2 separate regions of the Danio rerio genome follow, and region 1 is linked to region 2. The links are chromatin contacts, called in public Hi-C maps. All regions are on one chromosome and are shown on one strand. Each heading gives the region's core, a stretch centred on a gene start, on an enhancer-like site or on the middle of the called end of the contact. The rest is flanking DNA. Distances are from core to core; before and after follow the strand shown. Region 1 holds the start of cenpa (histone H3-like centromeric protein A). Region 2 overlaps grip2a (glutamate receptor interacting protein 2a).

Region 1 (6,386 bases), core at 3,031-5,530, 88 kb before region 2:
TAAACATCAGCAGATGGCTGTGCTGTTTACTCTACATGACTTGATTTAGTTTTTTAATCACTGTGGTGTTCACAATACGTGACACAACGTATATGATCTATAGGAGGGGGGTCACACACCACATGATCTGACAACATCTCATTTCCTAACAGCTCAGTCAAGCTACCAAACCACAGCCCATGAAACTCTGAGGCAGGGGTCGTCTGAAATAGCTGAACACTATTGGCTGCTTGTGTGCTGATGACATCACTGACACAGTTTCAAGCTTTTTAAAGGAGCATTTAGAAACATGGTCAGCTGATGCATCAGCGGATCAATCGCTCATCTGCAAGGTCCAAGTGGAGGGATGTGGCTATAACACTAGAACCACAGAGGCAGTCAGAGAGTTTTTCATTTTTGTAATTTAATAACTTTAAAATAAAACTGACATATCTATAACACCCTGACATTTTCTAAATATCTTTGTATTTCTATGTAACATTGTTTTTTTTATTACAAAACAGTAAAGAACTGAGGATTTCTACCTTTAATATTGCTCAAAATGACTGTTACTTTTCGCTGTGATTTTAAATATGCATGCATCTTTTGCCTAGCCACTTCCTGCTAAAATAAACAGAACTTTCTGGTAGCGATAACATAAATTTACTTCATATTTACTTATAAATATGATTTTCATATTTACTTCTACTTTTACTTATATACCTTTCAAAACAGCATACTGTGTTCATCTGTGCCGTGAAATAGCTCAAATGAAAGCGGGGCCCAGATCTTTGCATGTTTTAGTATCTTAACAACATATTTATAGGCTAATACCAAAAAAGAACATATTTTTAGGGTAATGGTGTCATAAAATATTATGACAGACATTCAAAGTTGAGAATCAATTATTGCACGATTCTGGCTAAAATGAGAATCGCAATTTTTTTGTTTAAAATCAAGATCACGGTTTCCTCACGACTCTATTGATGTAAAATAAAGGTTAATATGAGTGGGCTATTATTATTGTTATTTCTCAAACATATGGTAAAGCAGTAGTAATATTATGTGTAGCTCTACTGTTGGTTTAAACGCTACATTTTGTATGTAGCTTGTATGACTTGGAATGGTGGACTTGAACAGACTTTAAATTTGTCCTGGTCCTAATTGCACAGTAAAGTGACGACATCATACAATTATTCATTATTTTGATATTGAATTATTATTCAATTCAGCTTTATTTGTATAGCGCTTTTACAATGTAGATTGTGTCAAAGCAGCTTCACATAAATGGTCATAGTAACTGGAACAGTGTAGTTCAGTTTTTAGTGTTTAAGTTCAGTTCAGTTCAGTTTAGCTCAGTTCAGTGTGATTTAATCATTACTGAGAGTTCAAACACTGAAGAGCAAATTCATCGATGCGTAGCTCTATGTTTATATTATGTTTAAGATATATGTTTGTAATCTGTCATTGACAACATTAGACCATTTTTATTCTACTGGTAAAATGAGACATTTGTCATTATCAGATTCTCTCTTGCATTATATATATTGAAATCAGAATTATTAAACCTCCTTTAAATATTTCCTAAATGATGTTTAACAGAGCAATTTCCATAGTATGTCTGATAATATTTTTCTTCTAGAGAAAGTCCTATTTGTTTTATTTCGGCTAGAATAAAAGCAGTTTTTAAAAACCTTATTAAGTTCAATATTAGCCCCTTTAAGCTATTTTTGATAGTCTACAGAACAAACCATTGTTATAAAGTAACGTGCCTAATTACCCTAACCTGCCTAGTTAACCTAATTAACCTAGTTAAGCCTTTAAATGTCACTTTAAGCTGTATAGAAGTGTCTTGAAAAATTATCTAGTCAAATATTATTTACTGTCATCATGACAAAGAGAAAATAAATCAGATATTAGAAATTAGTTACTAAACTATTATGTTCAGAAATGTGTTAAATAAATCTGCTCTCCATTAAACAGAAATTGGAAGAAAAAATAAACAGAGCTAATAATTCTGACTTCAAAATGTGGCTTTCAAATTTGGATTCCATAGTTTTACCGCCACCTGGTGGAATAAAATAAAAACCAAAAAAGGAGATAGAAAAAAATAACATGAGAAATTATATATTCTGAAAATAAAAACTTAACAATGACTTATGGTTTAATCTTCTAAGTATGAAAAAATACATTAAATAAATTAAATAATTTGCATGCATCTTAAAATTAAGAGGGTTTTCCCTTTAAAGACCATTATGTTGCCTATCAATCTACTCTAAAGCATGTGACCAGAGAGTTAAATATCCTCAAAACCAACTCAAAATATGCATGATTTCACTGTGACTACATCATTTCACTATCGCTACCCTGTTCTCTGTAATTAATGCATGCACTGATTTTATTTTTCACCCCAGAAGTATTTGCTTGTTTGGGGCCATGCAAACAGCTAAAACTGAATGACAAACATGTATAAATGCAATGTAACACTAGTCATGTGAAATCAGAAATGAGCAGCTTAACAGAAGTCAAAGTCAGCCTTTTGTCAAGAAATAGTTGCTTTATTTGTGCCATTCAAACAGTTAAAAGGTGAATGACACAAACACTAGACACAAGACATATAAAGGCAAATTAACACTAATCATGTGACAGCAGAACTGAACAATGGTTAACAGAGGAAACGAGGCAAAGTCAGCATTCCAGTCCAGAACAGCAGAGTCGGTCATCAGTAAACAGACGGGGAGATTTTCCCATTAGTCCATTCACATCATAAATGCATCCAGTGTCCAGGAGCACAGAAAGCAGACAGTATTTACTCTTTCTCCAGCGCTTGTTTCAGGGCGGTCACCACTTCAGCAGGCTCAGGGAACTTGAGTTTGCGTGGAGGACCCTTTTTAATGCCGGACCACAAAACATCCGCTCTTTCTCCGTCCATCAGCGTGATTTCAAAGCTGTTTCTCCGGGGATTGTGCGGGTTTATCATCACTTTGAGTTCAGGGTGCGAATCTGCAAGAGCTTCCCGCACGACGACCGCGTTGCGCCCGTAAACCCGTCAGCTCTTACAATGCTCGATGACCACCCTCAGTCCTGTTTCTTCATCCTTATCCTCAAGCTTTTCTTTCTTGGCATCGTCAAGCTTTTCTTTTTCGTCTGAATCCGCCTTTCGCTTGCGAGCTGACTTGCCTCGAGTCGCCATTGCAGCAGCAACAACACACGTGAGAAGTTTTTCGCGGGGATTGCTGGAAGGGATACAGTTGCAGTCGGAAGTTAACGAGAATTATTGAATTATTAAATCACACATCGATTGTACCTTATTAACGTTTACCCCCCAACACTCACATTAATGTAAAACAGTAATTACACCTGGTTTTATTAAATTAGCCATCAAATTGTATTTTTTTAAAGCATAACCCTAACAGTGACGTAATTTATTATTGTAGCGTCACAGTAATGACGCGAGTATCCGCAGCTGTATCCCATCTAGATTATTTACAACATATCGGTATATTATTAAAAAAACTGAAAAGGAACACAATGTTTGCAGTTTTACCTCACAGAATAAAATGTTTTATATTACAATACTAGAATTTTTTTAAAAGTGTCCCAGCACACTTTAATTTCATACAAACATCTGGTTTATTAGACTGAACATATGCAACTATCTTAACATTTTGATTTGAGGCCTGTAATAATAAAAAAATTATAGTATATAATGCGTCCTTACATCAGCAAGACTGAAAGGAATTGATTGAATCCTGACATGCAGTTTTACATGTGTTCAACGCCTCTGATCCTCCGGGCGAGTTGTATGTCACGTGGGAACAACGTCACTCTCTTGGCGTGAATGGCACAGAGGTTGGCATCAGAAAACAGACGAACCATGAACGCCTCTGCAGCCTCCTGTAGAGCCATTAAAGCATATCCTTGCCACATCATGTGCTCTCGGCTGAACATCTGACACACCTCCCGCACCAGTCGTGAAAACGGAGCCTTGCGCAGCAGAAGACCGGTCGACTTCTGATACTTGCGTATCTCCATGAGTGCTCGGGTGCCAGGGCGAAATTTGTGTTTCTTGCGCGGCGATGATCCGGATGGTCCGCTGTGGCGGCGGGTTCTTGACCCTGCCGGCGGTGGTAGTGATGCAGGGGGAGATCTGCGTCTGGGCGTCGATGGCTTTCGCTTGTGTGCCGATGTATGGCGAGGCATGTCCACGGAATGTCAGATCAGATGTACAAGATGTTGTCGTTTTTGAGTACCCCGCCGTGCAAAATTTCAAACTGCGCTCTCTTCTTCTTCTTTTTCCCCATGAGTTTTATTGGTGGTTTGTATACAACTTTTAGGTGCATTGCCGCCACCTGCTGGTTAGGAGTGTGTGCCATGATTGCACCTACCTAAAAACCTTTCTATACAACTTCTAATTAAATGAATTTATTCATTAATTTTACTTCAGCTTAGTCCCTTTATTCATCAGGGGTCGCCACAGCGGAAGGAACCGCCAACCTATACAGCATACAGGGTTCAACTCTAAGGATTTTTTATACGGGTCCGATCGGGCCATTGGTTGAGATTTTTACTTGCCCTGCCAAAATTTTCACTGGCCCCACCAAAAAAAACAAACAAAAAAAATTAATAGCTACTTCCTAGCCACATATTTTAAGTAATGGCAACATAAGGCCTGTGAATCTAGAATTTAAACATTTTAAATATGTTAATAAATGTATAATGAGCAAAATTCAAGATTTTATGCAAATGAAAGAGCAGTATGAAAAATGTGCTGGTGTTTTAATGCAATTCTAAATAATTTTTTATAAAAATGGCTTGCCAAACTGAACACTGTTATTTTTTTTTTTTTTTTTTCAGTTTCTTAATTTTGTTCCCATGTAATTGTCTGCCTCTAAGACTTTAGAAACAGACGTTTTCTTTTAGCCTTATTGTTTAATTTTGCCAACATGTTGCCATCTTTTCGCTGTACTGGTTGTTACCACGTTACAAAAAAAAAAAAAAACGTGCTCAACGTACTGTCCCAAGTGTCTTTTACACTGGCCCCAGGCCACCGGGCAGTCCTTATGGGGTATATGCCGAAGCATGCTAATAGGACTTTTAATTTGCCATTAACCTGGGTTAAGCGCTCCTGGCAAATTGAATGCCAATGCAAAATCCGGTGCGTTTAAGGTCTGTTTTCTTTAAAAATCAGCGATCTCCACTAGCTGAGTGATATCCGATTTAAAGTGGGTCTCAGATTGTACAAGAAGCACTGCATTAAATTACATTTCCCCTGCCATATCTTTATAATATGAGCATTTATTTTACCCCAGTATATTCAATGGAGCTTCTGCGTTAGCCTGCCGATTCTGACGGGCGCGTGCGAGTAAATGTCTTTTTGTCTCGTTTTACGCTTGAGCAAGTAAATAATGCTAAAGTTTATTTAAATGAATGTATTTTAATGACATTATAACATCGATGCTGTATAAGGAACCGTATAATATGAGAAAAAATTCACAATAACTGGTCACCGGACATGTATCAGCATGGGAACAGCACTAGCTCGGCATATACCCTATTGTTGAGCCCTGGCACATGTTTTACACAGTGGATGCCAGTCCATACACACACACATTATGGCCAATTTAGTTTATTCAATTCACTTAAAGCGCATGTCTGTGGACTGTGGAGGAAACCAGAGCACCCAGAGGAAACCCACACTAACAAGAAGAGAACATGCAAACTCCGCACAGAAATGCCAACTGACCCAGCCAGGACTCAAACCAGCGACCTTCTTGGTGTTTGGCAACAGTGCTAACCACTGAGCCATGTCAGAAATATAAGGTACAAAGATGTCACTGTTGTGGTGCTATCATATACACTCTCAGAAATAAAGGTACGCGAGATGCCACTGGGGTAGCACCTTTTCAAATTAGTACATATTTGTACTTAAAGGGCATATATTGGTATCTCAAAGGTGTATATTAGTACCTAAACTTTTGAAGAGGTACACTTTTGTACTTTTTAGGTACTAATATGTACCCTCAAGGTTTTAATAAGGACCCTTTAAGTACAAAAATGTATCTTTCGAAAAGGTACCACGACTAGTGACAACTCGCGTACCTTTATTTCTGAGAGTCTAATAGAAGCGGGGTAAACAAGTTAATACAGATTTAATCAAATTAATCCCTTGCTTTATAAATCTCATGATTTTAAGGCCTCAGTTTATGGGACTACAGTAGATCGTTATTAAAGACATTACTCTGGGATACTGTTTTCAAAACTTTTGATCTGTTAATAAAATCTTTTCATTTAATGTATTTAAATAGTTACTAACAAGGTCTGCACTTTCGTTCTCAAAATATACTGCAGATTTTATAAAGACACAAGTAATTTATGGAAAATTGAGCAATGGATTAACCTAATTA
Region 2 (5,941 bases), core at 802-3,301:
TTGTTTTGACCAGTTCTATCTCTCTCTTTCTGTCATTCTGTTCTGTTGTTCTACTATTATGTGATACTGTTCTTCCATCCATCCATCCATCCATCCATCCATCCATCCATCCATCCATCCATCCATCCATCCATCCATCCATCCATCCATCAATCTTATCGTTATGTGTATTGTTTATCTATCTATCTATCTATCTATCTATCTATCTATCTATCTATCTATCTATCTATCTATCTATCTATCTATCTATCTATCTATCGTTGAAAGCAGAAGTTAACATACACTGAACAAAAAGGCACATAACCATTTAAAATAAGTCAGATGTTAATGTGACTTAACTTTTTCCCTTTTAGGTAAGTTAAGATTATCAAATTAGTTTCTGTTATGCTTAATAGCAGAATAATGAGAGACAGATGTTTTAAAAAATTGTTATAGCTTTTCTTGAAAGTCAAGTTTACATACAATATGATTATTATGCCTCTGAACAAGCTCAGATGATGATGGTGTCAGGGTTTTGGAAGTTTCTGATTGGCTAATTGACAACATTTGAGTTAAATGGAGGCACATCTGTAGAATAGTATTTAAGGAAAACCTCAAACGCGCTTCTTCCTTGTGTGACAGCATGGAAAAATCAACAAGCCAGAATCAACAATTAAAGCCAGATTACAATTTGCTAAATTACACTGGGAAACAGAATAATTTTGGAGACATGTCCTGTGGTCTGATGGAACTAAGATAGAACTGTTTGGCCGTAATGACCAGTGTTACATTTGGAGGACAAAGGGAAAGCTTACAAGCCTAGGAACACCATCCCAACTGTGAAGTATTGGGGGTGGCAGCATCATGTTGTGGGGCTGTTTTGCTGCAGGAGGGACTGGTCCACTTCACAGCATAGATGGCATCATGAAGAAAGAACATGTGGAAATACTGAAGCAACATCTCAAGACATCAGCCAGGAAATTAAACTTGGCCACTAATGGGTTTTCCAAACAGACCATGACCCTAAACATACTTCCAAATTAGGTAAAATGTGCTTTAAGGGCAACAGAGTGAATGTTTTGGAGTGGCCATCACAAAGCCCTGCTCTCAATCCTATAGAAAATTTGTGGGCAGAGTTGAAAAATTTTGTGCGAGCAAGACAAGCCTACAAATCTGACTCAGTTACACCAATTCTGTTAGGAGGAATGGGCCAAAATTCCTGCAAACTGTTTTGAGAAGCTTGTGGAAGGACACCCAAAATATTTGACCAAATTTATAAAGTTTAAAAGCAAAGCTAAAAAATACCAAGGAAATGTATGTAATCCTTTGACTGTCTAGAAATTAATTAAAAAAAAAAAAAAATCTCTTATTATTCTGCTATTTAGCAATTGTAAATCGTTTAAGTAATCCTAACAGACCTAAAATAGTAAATGTTTAGTATGATTTACCATCAGACATAAAAAAAAATGGTTATGTTCGTTTTTTCAGAGTGTATGCTAACTTTTGGTTTCAACTGTATCTGTCTGTCTGTCATTCATTCCATCATTCTACTGTTCAGTATGTTATTCTACTGTTCTGTCATTGTCTGTTTATCTTATGTATCATTTCATTTAATCCGTTTTGCTCATTCATTAAAGCTATCTATGGTTCTATCTAGTTCTATTGATCATTCTATCATTCTGCTGATCATTAAATAGTTCTATTTTTCTATCATTCTACTCTTCTGTCATTATCAGTTCAAAATTTATCTAATATTGTTTCATCTATTGCTTGATAATCTCTAACTCCATCATTTATGTCATGTCAAAGATATTCCAATTTACCTAAATTAAAAAACATGTGCTGGAAGTATGCTTTCTTGTACCTTTTTTATTACCAGTGATCTGTGTTCTTTTTTTTGTTACTAAATGTGTTTTTATTATTATTATTATTATTATTATTATTATTATTATTATTATTATTATTTAATGTGTATTTGTGTTCCAGGTGTGGAGTGTTACAAGTTGGCGACAGAATTCTCTCCATTAATGGGATTCCCACTGAGGACGGGACGCTGGAAGAGGCCAATCAGCTGCTGCGAGATGCGGCGCTGGCCAATAAGATCGCACTGGAGGTGGAGTTTGATGTCGCAGGTAAAGAAGGACACATCAGTGATTCAAATAGTTTAAAAGAGTTTAAATGTGATCTGAACACAGATTTGTGTGATTTTTGTGCATCTCTAACAGAATCAGTCATTCCAAGCAGCGGCACATTTCAGGTGAAGTTGCCCAAGAGACGTGGAGTGGAGCTGGGCATCACTATCAGTGGTGAGTGATGGCCAGCTGAGGGCGCTGTTCTCCTATATAATATTGTACCGTATCACTATACACCCTTTTCCTGTGTTCCATGATGCTTTGTTTGCATGAATTATGGGAGGAACTTCCATTTAACCAAATCAATCCAGCTCTGTAAACAGTATTTGTTTGTTGACAAAACATATACAAGAACAGGGAAATGGATAATAGGTCTAAACAATGGATATATTTAGGAATCTCTTCATCTTTTACAATTATAAAAGATGGCAGAATAGAATGCTTTCAAACTTTGAAAGATGAGTTTGGTCTTATAAACCAAGACCTATTTAGATATAGATTTACAGTTGCAAGATTTTTATTCAGATATACAAGACAAGTATGACTAAAACAATTTCTAAATTATATAAAGCAATAAGTAATTCTAGAGGACAATCTACTATATAAGATTAAAATGGGAAAAGGAAGTGGACATTATTTTGAATCAAGTCCTATGGGTTCAAATATGTGCTTTCCCACATACCTCAACAAATTCAAGAAAGTGGCGTGAGTTTTGTTGGAGAAATTGAATGAGATTTTTTTATAACACCAAGAATGAACTCATTTTAGACTTCTTTTTGGAGGAACTTTGGGGTGGAAGAGGCACATCATGCGCATATTTTCTGGCAGTGCTCAAGAATTCATAGTTTTTGGGAAACTGTACACTCCACTGTCAATGATATATCAATGATATTTTTAATAATAATACATAAAATACAATGCAATACAATAATAATAAACTGTGAAAAGTGTGAATTTATTATCATAACCGCAAAAAGCACAAAGCCAAACATATCTCTCATTCATTTTTCATTATGGATATACAGTAGATTTTTTTTAATAATGCAACCTTATTGTTTAAAATAATGTTTCATTTCTTTTAAATAGAAATACCCCAAATCAAAAATGCAACCTTTGATTTGAAACACAATAAAAAGGTGGATATAAACTGATGCGATTTAGTGATTTGTCTGCTGAATATTGGTTTGTTATAATAATTTAGCCATGCAGCCTGCCATGCTGTCTATATAATACACTTTTTGAAGTGGTAATTGCATTGCAGTAAAACAAAATATCCAACCATATGATGTCTGAATTCTGATGTGCAGCCAGCAAGAAGGCTGGAAAGCCTCTGATCATCTCTGAGATACAGAAAGGCAGCATTGCTCACAGGTACACCTGCAAAACAGCACAATACACCTTTATTAGACCTGCTGCTTTTGAAGTGAAAGTGGATTGATATGAGGGCTCTGATTGGCTGTTTGATGTGAAATGACCCTTTCTAATAGAATAGGAACCCTGGAGCCTGGAGATCGGCTGCTGGCCATTGATAACGTCCGACTGGATAACTGTGGGATGGAGGAGGCCATGATGGTCCTCCAGCAGGCCGAGGGGATGGTCAAACTGCGGATCCAGAAAGATGAAGACAACCTGGGTCAGAGTGTGTGCGTGTGTGCATGTCCAGTCGTTGGCATGTGCATTTGTGTGATTGCGTGTGCACATGTGTCTGTTTGTGTGTGTCTGTGTGCGCATGTCAATTCTTGTGCATGTCTGTTGCTTTGCACATACATGCTGTGTGTGTGTGTTTGTGCGTGTGCATTTGTGTGTGCACATGCACGCTTGTGTGTGTGTGTGTGTGTGTATGTGTGTGTGTGTGTAATTATGTGCACATGCATGCTGTGTGTGTGTGTGCACATGTGCATTTGCATGTTTATGAATGCAAATTCGTGTTTGTTTGTGTGTGTGTGTGTGTGCACGTGTGCATTATTTGTTTGTGTGTGTTTGTGAGCGCGCGTGTGCATTTGTATGTTTATGTGTGCAAATACGTGTGTGTGTGTGTGTGAGTGAGTGCGTGTGCATTTGTATGTTTATGTGTGCAAATATGTGTGTGTGTGTGTGTGTGTGTGTGTGTGCGTGTGCGCACATGCATGCTCATGTGCATGTTTATGTGGTTGTGTGTGTAAGTGCATGCCGCTTGTGTGTGCTCGTGTGTGTTTGTGTGTGCACATGCATGTGTGTGCATGTGCATTTGTGTGTGTGTGTGTGCGTTTATGTGTGCATTCATGTGTGTTTGTGTGTGCACATGCATGTCTATCTGCATGCATGCGTGTGTTTGTGTGTGTGCATGTGCATTTGTGTGTGTGTGTGTGTGCGTTTACGTGTGCATTCTTGTGTGTGCACATGCATATCTATCTGCGCGCATGCGTGTGTGTGTGTTTGTGTGTGTATTAAAGAAAGGCTCATTCTTACTAGTATTAAGGATAATTTAGCACTTGAGAGTTCTTATAGGATTAAAACTCAGATGAGTAATCGAGTTCTGGAAAATAAAGTTACATTGTTATTTGTTTTAATGAATATTTTATGTATGCCACACTTGTTTCTCTATGAAATGATCAACTTTAACTTTATTTTCTTTTAGTACTTCCAAAGTAGCATAAAACATTTTTGGTTTCATATTTTACAAGTTTAGGTACTAAAATGACTAAAGAACTTTTTTTTTTTCTAAAGAAATATCATTAAATGTTTTCTTTTTAGATGTATAATTATAATAATAGTAGTAGTACAATAAACACAATATAATAGTACACACAGTAGCCCTCATATTAGCCCTCCAAGTGCTGTTTATGAATATTTTTTCCAGACATTTAAAAAATTTAGAGTTTTATTAACTTATTTGTAATAATTAATTTGATTACATTTAATTTATGATGACAGTTCATAATTTATTAACAGTTATTTTGCAAGATACTAGTATTCAGCTTAAAGTGCGATTTAAAGCCTTAACTGGGTTAATTAGGTCAACTAGTAAAGTTAAAAAAACTAATGCTGCCAACTCATGATCAACAGTAAAAATGAAAAATTTGACCTCATTTAAAACCAACAACAATCTAAAATGCATGATTTTATGCTGTCAAGCCTTTGCAATCTAAAAATGTGGTTATAATGGGAGTCAATAGGGCAAAAACAGCAATCAACAGTAATTTAGAGAGAAAAAAAAAGAAAATCTAACAATGCATCAAAGCCGATGTTGTTACTAATTGTTCAAGACTGTGATAAAAGCTAAAAATAAATTCAGTCCACAACTGCTTTTTGCATTGAAAATATGTCATTTTGTGTTTTGTTTTTTTCACCAAATCAGTGACATTGTTTATGAATTTGGCAATTTAAGTTAAAATCCTGTAATTTTCAAAGCAATTCAGTAGTTTTGCTCAGGACTGAGCCTGATTAACAGATTTATGCAAAATAAATACTAATCTGATGCATTTTTACTGCAGTTTAATATAGTAAATTTTTCATCTCCAACATAATGAAAGGGTAGTCAATTTGCCCAGTGTGTATTGTTGAGTTTTTAAAAAATGTCAAAGCATTTTTTTTAAATAAGTGTCAAAATAATATTTGTCACCAGAAGTCATTCCATTTGCCGAAACACAGAAAAGGTTTTGGCCAAATTAAGACCTAGAGTGGATTAAACATCCCCAACAGCACACAAGGGTTAACCTTATGCATTACTGAAATAAAAAAAAATAAAAAAATTCAAACACACTTGGACAACTTAACAAATGTATGACATTTGCTGTATCTTTCTGTCTTTGTTTGTTTGCAGATGAATTGGAGTCATCCGGTTCAGTCAT

The links. Hi-C and Micro-C count contacts between places; a contact is called where the count stands out from the background.
Region 1: a contact with region 2 is called in a Hi-C map of an unstated tissue, with 5 times the contacts expected there. The contact joins the promoter of cenpa here to the enhancer-like site in region 2. A contact is called at or near these places in 1 of 18 Hi-C or Micro-C datasets (an unstated tissue) and 1 of 4 datasets of contacts at active chromatin or transcription factors (embryo).

Annotation. Positions count from the first base shown.
Region 1 is chr8:8,847,523-8,853,908 of GRCz12tu, reverse strand. It overlaps cenpa (histone H3-like centromeric protein A), which reads right to left and starts at 4,280. Exons shown (of 1, transcript NM_001164240.2): 1 at 2,517-4,280. The coding sequence starts at 4,182. The coding sequence ends at 3,745. selenoh (selenoprotein H) reads right to left here and starts at 3,329. Exons shown (of 1, transcript NM_178133.3): 1 at 2,517-3,329. The coding sequence starts at 3,172. The coding sequence ends at 2,789. It also overlaps a transcript of ssuh2rs1 not described here.
Region 2 is chr8:8,757,706-8,763,646 of GRCz12tu, reverse strand. It overlaps grip2a (glutamate receptor interacting protein 2a), which reads left to right. Exons shown (of 24, transcript NM_001430888.1): 13 at 1,966-2,111; 14 at 2,205-2,285; 15 at 3,419-3,482; 16 at 3,599-3,744; 17 at 5,914-5,941. Among named protein-coding and RNA genes, the nearest start is that of slc6a6a, 81 kb to the right of the region's middle. Within about 2 kb of position 2,051, at least 23 of the 62 cell types and tissues checked have an H3K27ac peak or open chromatin away from gene starts, as enhancers often do.